3 separate regions of the Mus musculus genome follow, and regions 2 and 3 are each linked to region 1. Evidence: chromatin contacts called from public Hi-C and targeted proximity ligation data. All regions are on one chromosome and are shown on one strand. The core of a region is the stretch at or near the end of the contact, and the rest is flanking DNA. Distances in the headings are between cores, read along the strand shown.

What was found. Hi-C and Micro-C count contacts between places; a contact is called where the count stands out from the background.
Region 2: a contact with region 1 is called in a Hi-C map of CD4 T cells, with 2.8 times the contacts expected there. A contact is called at or near these places in 1 of 484 Hi-C or Micro-C datasets (CD4 T cells), 2 of 130 datasets of targeted methods (bone marrow-derived macrophages and pancreatic cancer cells) and 2 of 9 other capture datasets (adipose tissue and liver).
Region 3: a contact with region 1 is called in a targeted proximity ligation map of bone marrow-derived macrophages, with 4 times the contacts expected there. A contact is called at or near these places in 2 of 130 datasets of targeted methods (bone marrow-derived macrophages and pancreatic cancer cells).

What each region holds. Positions count from the first base shown.
Region 1 is chr19:6,013,062-6,017,100 of GRCm38.p6, forward strand. It overlaps Capn1 (calpain 1), which reads right to left and starts at 2,186. Exons shown (of 22, transcript NM_007600.3): 1 at 2,045-2,186; 2 at 1,140-1,407; 3 at 935-1,004; 4 at 528-646. The coding sequence starts at 1,406. Gm10814 (predicted gene 10814) reads left to right here. Exons shown (of 5, transcript NR_045783.1): 2 at 1,168-1,295; 3 at 1,808-2,751; 4 at 3,256-3,422.
Region 2 is chr19:5,445,742-5,449,422 of GRCm38.p6, forward strand. It overlaps Fosl1 (fos-like antigen 1), which reads left to right and starts at 1,957. Exons shown (of 4, transcript NM_010235.2): 1 at 1,957-2,314. The coding sequence starts at 2,210.
Region 3 is chr19:6,993,743-6,997,521 of GRCm38.p6, forward strand. It overlaps Trpt1 (tRNA phosphotransferase 1), which reads left to right and starts at 2,389. Exons shown (of 7, transcript NM_153597.2): 1 at 2,389-2,782; 2 at 2,954-3,035. The coding sequence starts at 2,723. Nudt22 (nudix (nucleoside diphosphate linked moiety X)-type motif 22) reads right to left here and starts at 2,295. Exons shown (of 6, transcript NM_026675.2): 1 at 2,266-2,295; 2 at 1,500-1,993; 3 at 929-1,027; 4 at 1-17. The coding sequence starts at 1,976.

The sequences.
Region 1 (4,039 bases), core at 936-3,435:
GGAACACAGAGACCCCCTTCAGGCATGACTGGGATCATCATGGTAGAAAAGGCCTCAACCAAGACTTTTGGGGTGTGACTCTCAACACTAGCTCCTGGAGAATTCACTAATGTAACTTGAAACGTGGGCCCTGTCAGAAACATCAGGGAATGGTGTTTAAACGCCATGTCTGTCTTTTCCTCTACACTCTGTCAGGTTTGCCAAGTCTGGGAAACTGGGAAAAGGGTGAACTGACAGGTGAAGATGGGGAAACTGAGGCTGGGGCAAAAAGCCAAAGCACTTCTTCCACACTTTCTCTGCTAAGCACAACCTTACCTAGGAGAGCTGCAAGCTGAAAATACCTGCTTGACCATTCACACATGACTGACCAGAGGTGGCACAGAGAGGCCAAATACCTTCCAGAGGGAGGGCTGCCCTCGAAGGGCATGGCCCCGGCCATCTCAGCTTCACAGTGCTGTGGGCCATCCTTTCCCATCTCCCTAAAGTCAGCTATTCCTCTGGCCCAGGGAGGGTGCAGGGACCTTCACCTGGAAATGAAAGATGCCAGCGTAGCCATCCTGAAAGCTCTGGCCGTAGGGAACCACTCGGTGCAGAATAGTCTCGTTGAGGGTGAGGGAGGCAATGGCAGCCAGGAGCCAACAGTCCCCTGGAATAGGAAAGACCCTCATCAGGCTTGCTTTCCGGATCTGCCCAGGGGAGGGAGGTGCTGTGTATGTGGGATGCCGGGGGCCACCAGGGATTCCCTGGGTGGGGTACCCTTCATCTCCCCTCCGCTTACAGAAAAGACCCAGGAATCTGGGCGAACCAGCACCTATGCTGATAGTCAAAACCTGTCTGGACCTGCAGGAGGGAGGAGTTGGGGCAGTGCCCAATGGAACGGGAACGGAGAACTACAATGGGGCAAACGCCCAGAACCCCACCCCTGGGGGCCTACCCAGTGCTCCCTGGCAGATGTCTGTCCGGGTGGCTCCATCCACGATGAACTGGGGGTTTGACATCAGTTCCTACAAGACCCACGGTCATGTTCCTGGGCCAGTCCCTCCTAGAAACTGGTACCCAGACACCACGAATAATGGGGGGGCCCAGTCCCATTGCCCACCACCATCAGAACCAAGTTCCACCCAGAGTGGCCCTCTTACCGTAGGCCGCTTCCATTTGATGCCATAGGTTTTAGAGGAATGAGGACCCAGTTCCTTGAAGCCCAGGCTATGAGAAACCGGAGGGAAGGCCTCGTCTTGGAAGAGGACCCCACTCTGCAGGCATCTTGCCCGAAGCGTTTCATAATCCTGGCCCAGGTACTTGATGGCGTTTTCATGGCGGCCCAAGCCCAGCTCCTTGTCCCGCTTCTTCTGTACTTGGGCTGACACCCCGGTGCAGTACACAGGGGTGATTAACTCCTCTGTCATCCTGGGGAACACATGGGCCTGGTAGAGATGCAGGCCTTCCCAGGGATAAAACACAACTGCCTGCCGACATTCTCCTGGACTCATTCCTCCCCAAACATGGGTCACTGCTCCCTTTACAGTGCCTGGGACTCTCAGCCACCTTGTTGTTAGGCTCTCAGAATCTGGAAAGGGGTGTCCAGTTTCTAGGTATCCTGGTCACCACCTCTCTTTTCCCTATTCTTACCGCCCAGAGGTGACAGTTTGGTATCAGCCATCCAGGCAGGTAGGATAGGGTGGAGGCCAGCCACAGCAGCAGAGCAGAGGTACTCCAGGTACGATCCCTGACACCATTTGCCTGCCTGTAACTTCCCCTCCACAAAGCTGCCAAGCATCTAGTTCATTTGCCCCTTTCCTCGGCTTAGGAACTGAAAACTCCACGCACTGATGCCTTTCCACAAGCTGAACATCAGAGCACTGGACACTGGCCCAGCTACAGCGGACAGGTTGAGCTGAGCGCCTGGGTTGAGCTGCTTCCGGACCCTTAACCCTCAGGCAAACACACAGAAGACCTGAAGCAGGGGCTGATCAGCGACAGCCCCCTAACCCCAGAAGCAGTGGCCTGGGTCAAACAGTCGTAGTCTGGACACCCAACTTCTTACCTGGGGAAGGGGAGTTTGGGAGATTGCTGCGGTCCCTGGGGCTGGCTTCCTTGGTGGCAGCTCAGGGCAGGGCCCAACCAGGAAGAGCGCTCCTCCCTGCCCTCCTCCCTGCCCTCCTCCCCGCCCTCCTCCACCGCCCCTCGGCCCTGGTCCCTCCCTCCCTGGTCCTCCACCTACGCCCGAGGCTCTTACCCCGCTCCCTCTAGGCTCTCCCTTATCTCCCCCGCAACACTTTTTTACTATCTCTTACTTAGGGTGTCTTTCAGTCCCCTCCCCCCGCCCCCTTCCTCTGCAGACTCTAAGCCAGCTCTGCGAGAGGACAAATTGGTAAATGGCAGAGTTGTCTCCCGGGAGGAGCCGGTCGCCGGTCCGGGTGAGAAGGGTTGGACTGGGACAGAAGGGCACCGCCGGCCAGAGAGAGGGTAGGGCAAGGGGTATTTTTAACTAGGGCCGCAGCTCGAGTTGCAGAGCCGCCGGCCCCACCCTATGTCGCCCTCCGGGAAGGTACTGGGGACGATCCGGCTCAGTGACGCCGCCAACACAGTCCTCCACCCGCCTCCTGCGCCCCCGCGTGCCTCTGGGTTGCAGCTGTCTTCCAGCCCAGCCGGCGCTCGGCGAAGCAGGGATTACCTCTGGTGGCTGCAACTGCTTGCTGGAGCTGCCCCTGGCTGGATGAGAGCTGACTTCTGCCGGACGCTAGACAAACGGTAGCCCCACCCCGGCCGGTCCCTGCCGCAGACCCGCTGTAGGGCTGAGCCAGCTCCCCACCCCCTCACCTTAGGGCGCAGGCCTGCAGAGCTAGCACTCCGCCCTAGCGGTCTTTGCGCACACCCTGCATGGCCTTAGGTAAATCCGTGCCTCGATTTCCCCAACCGTGCAGAAAAAAAAGAGGGACAATGGCCTTAGCCAATCTTTGTGTAGCATTCTGGCCTTCTCTTTCAAGTAATTGGTCTGCGCACCTGGGATCAGCTCCCTTGTGGGGGTTACCTGACCCGGGAGAGGGCAGCAGAGGCCCGGAACACCAGGGCAGGCTCACACAGGACCTGCAGATCCCCCTGGGCGCACTACAAGAGTTTGGAGCATCAAGGATGCAGAGGGATTGGAGCGGTCCCAAGGCTCTTCACAGTTATAGAGGTCACAGCATGGCCGATCAAGCTACATAAGATGGACAAGCATTCATTGAATAGATGGTGCTTTTCTTGGGATTCTAGGCACCTCGACACTCCAAAAGTTAAGAGCTGACTGCGTCTAACTTTCGCACCTGGGCGTTATGCTCAGCTGGGCATGAGCTGATGAAGACGCCTCTGCCTTCATGGTTAATGGAGAGGAAGGGTTGGTCCACACACTTTCCCCGACTGAAGCCTCATCTAATGCAGGTGTCAGTAAAGGCAGGAACTTTGGCAAGGGTGGGGAGATGCGCGTGGCCGGGGGCGGGGGAGAGGTAGGGTGGTGCCTGAAGAAAGCCTAGGCAGGTAGAGGACATGAGGTGTAGCGGGTGTTGCTTACTCCGGGGAGAAAAGAGGGGAGAGTGGCAGGGTTAGGCAGATTCAGGGGTTCAGATTTTTGTTGTTTTATTTATGTGTGCACATGCATGCAAGTAAGCACAAGAGGGCAGAAGAGGGTTTCAGACCCTCACAAGCTGGAGTTACAGGCAATCAAAGAGCTGCCTGATGTGAAGGCTGCGAACTGAACCCAGCACCTCTAGAGGAGCAGCAAGCCCTCTAGAACTGCCAAGCTATTTCGCCAGCTCTTCCCTCCCTGACATAAGGTCTCACGTAGCCTAGGCCGACTTTGAACTGTATGTAGCTGAGACTGGCCTTCAGCTCCGGATCCTCCTGCCGCCACCTCTCAACTGCTGTGATTACAGAATTTACCACTAAGCCCTGCTAGTTTAGATGTCATTCTATTGGAGGTGGCTCAGAATTGTACAAGCAAAGGAGGTTAAATAAGGGTGGGCTGAAGGGGTCAAGAGACATGGGCAGCCCGATCAAAGAA
Region 2 (3,681 bases), core at 707-3,206, 570 kb before region 1:
GCAGCCTTGATTTGTTTTCTTGAGACAGTGTCATGTAGCCCAGGCTGGCCTTGACTGAGCTCATCTTGTAGCAGATGCTGAGCTTGACCATCTTCGGTCCTCCTGCCTTTATTTTCAGCACTCTGGGGTCACAGAGCTCACCGTCAGGCCTGTCTCTGTGACATTATTGTGTGTATCTCTCTAGCAATTTTCAGATGCAGTTGTCACTGTGCCCCCAGTTCACAAATGCGGAAACAGGAGGTCACAGTTGGGTGAATCATCCTGGATTCACAGTGGATGGTCAGCCCAACCAGAATTCAAACCCAGAACCCAGAGCATTCTGAGTGTACCGTGCATGTAGGCGTATTCTTTCTATGGATTCACTACCAAGACTCTTCTCCCCTCCTCCCCTAATCCCCAACACACATGCCTGCATTTCTCTTTCCTAGCTTAAGGAAAGAGCCCTAGAGCCCTAGAGGGGCTCTAGGCTGGTGATCTTTTGAGGATGCTTCAACAGCAAAGCTCTGTCACATCCGTGGTCTCCTTTGGTCCCATAGTAGCCCTGTGAGGTCAACAGTGAGGCCCACCCCAGACTCAGGAAGGAGACCTCCCCGGGTCACATGGACACAAAGTATAGTTCTATGATGAGATATACTGGCCTCCAGGCCTGAGTCCAAACAGCAGAACCCCAGCCTTTGTTCCCAATGAAGACAGCCCAGGCCTCTGCTTCCCTGAGGACAAGTTTCTTCAGTCTCCATTGAGATGGAAGAAATCAGAGAAAGAGTTTTGGGACCCATGCTCTCCCAGTCTGCCATTCTTCGTGTACGTACAATGTAAAGGCTTGAAGCTCATGGCCTGACTTGGTCACCAGACTCAGCCACTTACTCAGTGGCCTTGAGCAACTCATTTCAATACCTGTCAGCCTCAGTTTTTCCCATCTGAGAAGTGGGGGTTATGATGGCATTTACCTCCTCAGCACACCTGGTCAGGACCTCACCCGTATCAAGGCCTTTCACATACTTCCAAAGTGGGCTGGTGACACACATAGTACTGGAGGAGTGCCTCCAGTCAGACCTTCAGTCAAGAAGCCTTACTGACTGTGTCTCAGGACACCTATGTCCTTCTGTAGGCGCTCTCTGCCTGTAGAGGCCTGGATTAAAGCTTGTGATAGCTCCAGAGACGGTCTCAAACATGTAGCGCCTTCTATCTGTGGGTACACTAAATGCCACTTCACGTAGTATTCAAATATAACAACATTTCATAACCCTGGTTTGTCAATAACCTTTCAGTCTATCAAAAACCTTGACAACAGTTGAAACTGGGTGTGGAGGGGCACATTTGTAATGTCTGCCCTCCACTTGAGAAGTGAAAGCAGGTTATTCTAAGCTACATAAGGAGTTCAAGGCCAACCTGCACAACAAGAGACCCTATCTACAAAAGCCAGGTGTGATGGTGGCACAGTCCAACACTTGAGAGGTGACGGAAGGATCAGGAGTTCAAGGGCAGCCTCAACTAGATACCTGAGACCCTGTCTCAACCAACCTCCCTCCACAAACCACAAGCAAAGCAAACTCAACTAAAGAAACTTCTCACCCCACTTGAGAGGAGCGGTCTTAAGTCAGGACTGCAGACTTGGGTGACAGTTGGAATGATTCTCTCCAGGTAAATAATGATGATGATAATAATAACCCATATTTATAATTCACTTCCCAGCTTTCAGACACTCTCCCCGTTCTTCTTTCTAAGTCTTGGCGCGAGGCCAGGCGGCCACAGGATTTTGTTTCGCCCTGTGTTGGGAACCTTGGCTAGTCTGAACGGGGCGGGGCGCAGTTGCAAGCCCCAACTTCGGCAAGGTGCGTCAGGGGGAATCCTCGGTGCACCTGGGCGCGGCAAGGAAATTGCACCATGTATGGGCAGCTGCGTCAGAGGGGGGCGTGGCCGCCGCGGATGCTAGGGGACGCCAAGTCGGTCGCTTTCTGTCTGTAGAGGCGGCTTGCCACCCGAGCAGAGGGTCGTGAAGTTCCGAGCGGACCGGTCCACAGAGGTTCATCTGGAGAGGTGGGTCCCCTGCGAGGTGAAAGGCGCCGCTGAGACACGCCCCCACCCCCCGTGGTGCAAGTGGTTCAGCCCAAGAACTTTTCATTCATAAAAAAGACCAGACTCCGAGAGGCGCGAGTGAGTCAGAACCGCAGCCGCCAACGCGGACCCTACCGAACATCCAGCCCAGGGCATGTACCGAGACTACGGGGAACCGGGACCGAGCTCCGGGGCTGGCAGCCCGTACGGTCGCCCCGCGCAGCCCCCGCAAGCTCAGGCACAGACCGCCCAGCAGCAGGTGAGACTGGCCGAATCGTCGGGGGGGGGGGGACCTGAGTTTGGACAGCATCAGGGATGCTGGGATTAGTCTAGTTTGCTCCGGGATTTGGACTGGGGCCCCGAGCAGCATCTGACTCTGGTGGTCGCGACCGAGGATCCTGCACGTTCTGTGTGGTCGGGGAACCTATGTACCCGGTGGCCAAGGGGACGAGCGCAGCGGGAAGCGCGAATATCTGCGAATTCCCCTTCTCGCTCGCCCGTATCTCCCTAGCTGACTGTCTTTCTGCCCCTCCGTCTCCGTTACGGTCTTACATTTCCTCCTATCTGCCCCTAATACGCTGTCCCTCTAAATACCTGCCCCATCCCTGCCTGGACAGGATCAGAGGTGTTCTCCATCTCCAGTTAATAACTGGGACCTGGGGTCTGGGCACATAGAGACGGGGTCCATCAGAACTCAGCCGGGACAGAGAATTCTTAGCAGCCTGTCCGAGGCTGTCCGTGTGTTGCTCTGGTTGTCCGTGTCCCTTTATCCGGTCAAGTCCTCATCTCTTTGTGCGCAGTATAGAGCCCATGGGCCCCAGGCAGTGGTTCCGAGGGGTTCCTGGAGACCACGAAGTGTTGGGATGTGCGCGGGGTCACCTGCCCGGCCACACTCGCGCTCCACATTCTCGGCACCCGACGTCTCTCACTGCTGGATAGGGGCACTTGAGAGGTTGCAGGTGTCCATTTCCTGTCGAGGGGCCGCGAGCACGTGTCGCCAGGGGAGGGAAGGAGCTGCGTCCGTTTCGCCGAGTCACAGCGGGCCGAGTCACTGAGGCTGAGTCACCCTGGGTGCCCCTCCCTTCCTGGCCCCAAACGGCCCCTAAGGACCGACGACCTGGGAGCGAGAGATGCCCCTGGCAGTGCTTCTAGCCCAGAACGGGGGTCACTGAGATGCTGGGTCCCCCAGTATTGGGCTGGGGACATAGCTGTCCAGACTTGCCTAAGCATGTGAGGTGCTTCCTGGACTGGAGGGGCCCCACATCCTTAGCTCACAGAGCTTGAACCCAGTTTTCTCTCCCAGAACGCTGAGCCCCCACCCCCACCGACACTCAATCCCAACACATGCCTCAGATTTCTGCAAGAAAAGGAAGGAAAGGATGCCAGACCCCTTATAGGAGGCTTTTACTCTCTTCACTTTATTTCATGGACTTAAAAAACCCCATCAATTTTGAACTTTCAAGTTTTTAAGTCGACAGCTAGGCATGCATTTAATCCCAGCATTCAGGAGGCAGAGGCAGGCAGATCTCTGGGAGTTTGAAGCCAATTTGGTCTACAAAGTGACTTCCAGGTCAGCTAGAGCTACATAATAGAGATCCTGTCTCAAAACTTAAAAAATAAAAAACA
Region 3 (3,779 bases), core at 1,139-3,638, 980 kb after region 1:
TGCAGTGGCAGGTTCACCTGTGGTGGGGAGTCCTACCTGTCAGGCTGACTTCTCAGTAGCCTGGCTGGTTGGTTGGTTTGGTTTGGTGTTTCTGTTTGTTTTTGTTTCAAGACAGGGCCTTGTGTAGCCTAGGCTATCCTTAAACTTAATATTTAGCAAAGATAACTCTGAATTTCTGATCCTTCTGCCTCTACCTCCTGAGTGCTGGGACTACAGGTATACATCACGGTAGTTCACATGGAACAAACCCCGGGTGTTTTGTCTCAAGCTGTGGGTGGTGGCTCCTTGGGGTAGGGGGTCAAATACCCTTCTCACAGGAGTTGCCTGAGACCACGAGAAAACACAGATATTTACATTATGATGTGTAACAGTAGCAAAATGACAGTTATGAAGTAGCAATGAAAATCACAGTCGGGGTCACCGCCACACGAGGGACTGTATTAAAGGGTCACAGCATTAGGAAGACTGAGAACCGCTGTGCTCGGCAAACAGTCTAACAAAGGGAGTGTATCCCCAATCCTCAATGGCTGTGACCCTCGAATGTTTGTCTTGTCGGTCAAGTGCCCCATAATACAGAATACAGGTTCTGGGCATGTTCATTTTACAGATGAGAAATGGAACAGATATCCAGGGAAGTCCTTGTACCCAAGTGAGGCTGACTCAGTAACACACTCTCATTACTTTTTGGCAAACACAGACAGTTTTCATTGTTTCCACTGGGGGTGGGGGTGGGGGTGGGGGGTGGGGAGAACCGAGCATCAAAGAATCACAGGCCCAGCTTTAATCACCGGCCCAGCTTCAACTCCACACTCTTCCTCAACGCCAGAGAGGGTCATGCAGACCCACTCTGGCCCAGCACTGTGGATTTCTAGCCAATTCTACCCTCTTACCCATACCCTCTATGCTGTCTGGGGTCCTGGTGGCTCACCTCATCACAGATCTCCTGTAGGACACTGGAGAAGAGTTCTCGTACCACCAGCAACCCGGGGAGGTCCTTGTGCCGGGGGATGCCACCAGAGCACAGGGCCTGTGAAAAGTTGAGGCTCAGATTTCATCTATGCCACTTCCCACACCGCCGCTTTTCTCTTGCTGGGCATGGAGGCCTGGAGCAGACTCAGTGTGAGAGTCCTGGCAATCCCTAACCCAGGCCCACCTATTCCAAGGAGAGCAATCGGAAGCCCAGCTAGGAAGGATTACATGGATCGGATAAGAAGAGGCATCCTCCCTTCAGTCTCTCCTCCCATGTTCCCTAGCTTCCATAGGTGTGTTCCAGCTTAGATTTATGGCTGGGGCTCCCAGATGGCAGTGAGCACCTTGTTTCCTCCCAGTAGTGGTGGAGAGTCATGGGTTGTGCTCAGCTGGGCCCCACATTCTCCTGGACAGCAGAGCATGCGCCTGCAGGCTCAGAAATACCAAGCCGGTTTTCCCTTTATGAGAAGAGGAAACCAGGACCAGGAGTGCTTGGATTTTGAGCCTTTGGACCTAGCCAGTCATCTTACCTGAGGTTCAGGGTGCCCACCGGGTACATCCACCAGTCCGGGAGCTTCCGCTACCTGCTGAGAGCGGCGCAGGAAGACAAGGAAGTCGTCAGCTGTGACCAGTGCGGCACCCACCCCCAGTGGGTCTGCCAGATAGGCTTGCTTGTCACCCCAATCTGCAGCGCCCTGCTGTCGCAGCCAGGAGGCTGAGCTGGACCAGTTGGTGCCCAGGAAGTCCCGGTAGGAAGTTAGACCCAAGTGCAGGAGCAGCTGTGGCTCAGGCGAGCTGGACACCAGTGTGGCTGAGTGAAGGCGGAACTTGGGAGCATCAAAGATCCAAGGTTGGGCCTGTTGCCGAGTCTCCCAGATGGCAGTGATGGCCTTGTCTCCTCCAGGCAATGGACGACGGTCATGAGCCGGGCTCAGCTCCACTGCTACCTGCTCCTGGGAAAGTCCCCCAAGAGGGCACAGCAGCAGCAGGGACACCTCGGGGTCCATAGTCTGACAGGGCAGCTCTGGCAGAGGACACAGATGGCCATCCTGTCACTCTAGGAAACGAGCTGACCCTCTCTTCCACAGAACTCCTGAGTGCTCCCCAGTCCTTTTGCAGATCCCTGACTACTTATTGCGAGCATCATTCCAGCAAGAGTACTGAGCTCAGCAGGCGCCCTGGAATCCTGCTGTCCCAAACCCCTAAAGCCTCTGGCAACCCTACCACCCAGCAGCACTAGGTCCCCAAAACTCTCAAGGCCCCCGCCCCCCCCCCCCCCAACTCCAGGAGTCCTACCTCCAACCTGGACACGCTTGATCTACTCCCAGGATCTGGAAGCTTGATCTCGGAATTTAGCGGCTGGCCCGGCCCCCAAAGTCCACCCCTTTCCCCAAGCGGAAGTACCCGCCCCTTTCTTTCCTGGCTTCCCATTAGCCAGTCCGTGTTCAGGTCCGGATCCCGCCCTCCGCAGTGGAGCCCTTCAGATCTATGCAGACCCGCCGACCTACTTGTCAACGCATACGCCAGCCCGGTGCCCGGGGCAGCCGTGCTGTGATCTGATTTCAGGGCCCGGGGTCTGGTCCGGATCCCTCGGGCCTCGAGGCTGCCAGTGTGACCTTGAGCAAGTCTCGCCCGCTGGGCCTCAAGTTCCCTTGCTGAACTAGGGTGGGATGAGCAGTGCGGTTCTTATCCTGAGCTTTTGTAACTTTCTGGGCAGAGAACCCACACTCCCTGCTCCCTACAGGTCTTGATCATGAACGCCCCTGGAGGAAGGAGGAAGGAAGGTAGAAGGACTCATAGACCCCGGGAACAGGTGCGCACCTTTCCAGCCTTACCCACAACGCTAGGACATGGGAGAGACCCTCTGAGCCTTAGCTTCTTGGTGGGGTAGACTGCAGCACCATGGGCGCTGTTCTAGCCTGCCTTAGCAGTAGGACATCCAGGGCTGGCTACTGAAACTCAGATCATCACTGGACTCTTTCAGGACCGAAATGTGCAGCTGTCTAAGGCTCTGTCCTATGCCCTTCGCCACGGGGCCTTGAAGCTGGGACTTCCCATGCGAGCTGGTAAGTAACCATGCTGGAACTGGGAGGAATGGTGGGAGCCCAGAGAGCAACTGGAACCTCTGTCTCCTCGACTTTAATTCTTAACATTGCCCCAAGAGGAATGCAGAATAGACACACCCTCCAAATGTACAGGGGAAAAAATGTACAAGGCCCAGAACCTCTTTCATATCCTCTGGAAGAGGAGCCCCTGTCTAGGCTGGACTTCATGATGTCTCTTTCGACCAACTGGCCCAATCAACACTTCCCAAGGATGGACAGAGGAGCATACTGAACAACTGATGTTTATTGAATGGCCGCTGTGGGCGGATACTTAGTGCTTGCTATGTTACTCTCCCTGGAGCAGACACACTGTTCTGGTTTCTTTTTGTAGTGTTTTGTTTGTTTGTTTGTCTTGGTTTTGGTTTTGGTTTTTTATGTGCATGAGTGTTTTGCCTGCCCCACGTGCATACTTGGCTCTCGCAGAGGCCAGAAGAGAGCATTGCATTCCAGTGGGACAGGAATTACAGGTGGTTGGGAGCTGCCGTGTGAGTGCTGGGACCCGGCCCCAGGTCCTTAGGAAGAACAGCCAGTGCTTTTTTTAATTGTGGCACCATCTAGAAAGCCTCATTTTTCATTTTGGGGACAAAATGTCATGTAGCCTAAGCTAGCCTCATCTTGAACTCTTGATTCTTTTGCCTGCCCTTCTCAAGTGCTAAGCTTATAGGCGTCTACCAATATGCCCACCATGAAGCGGGCACCTTCCCA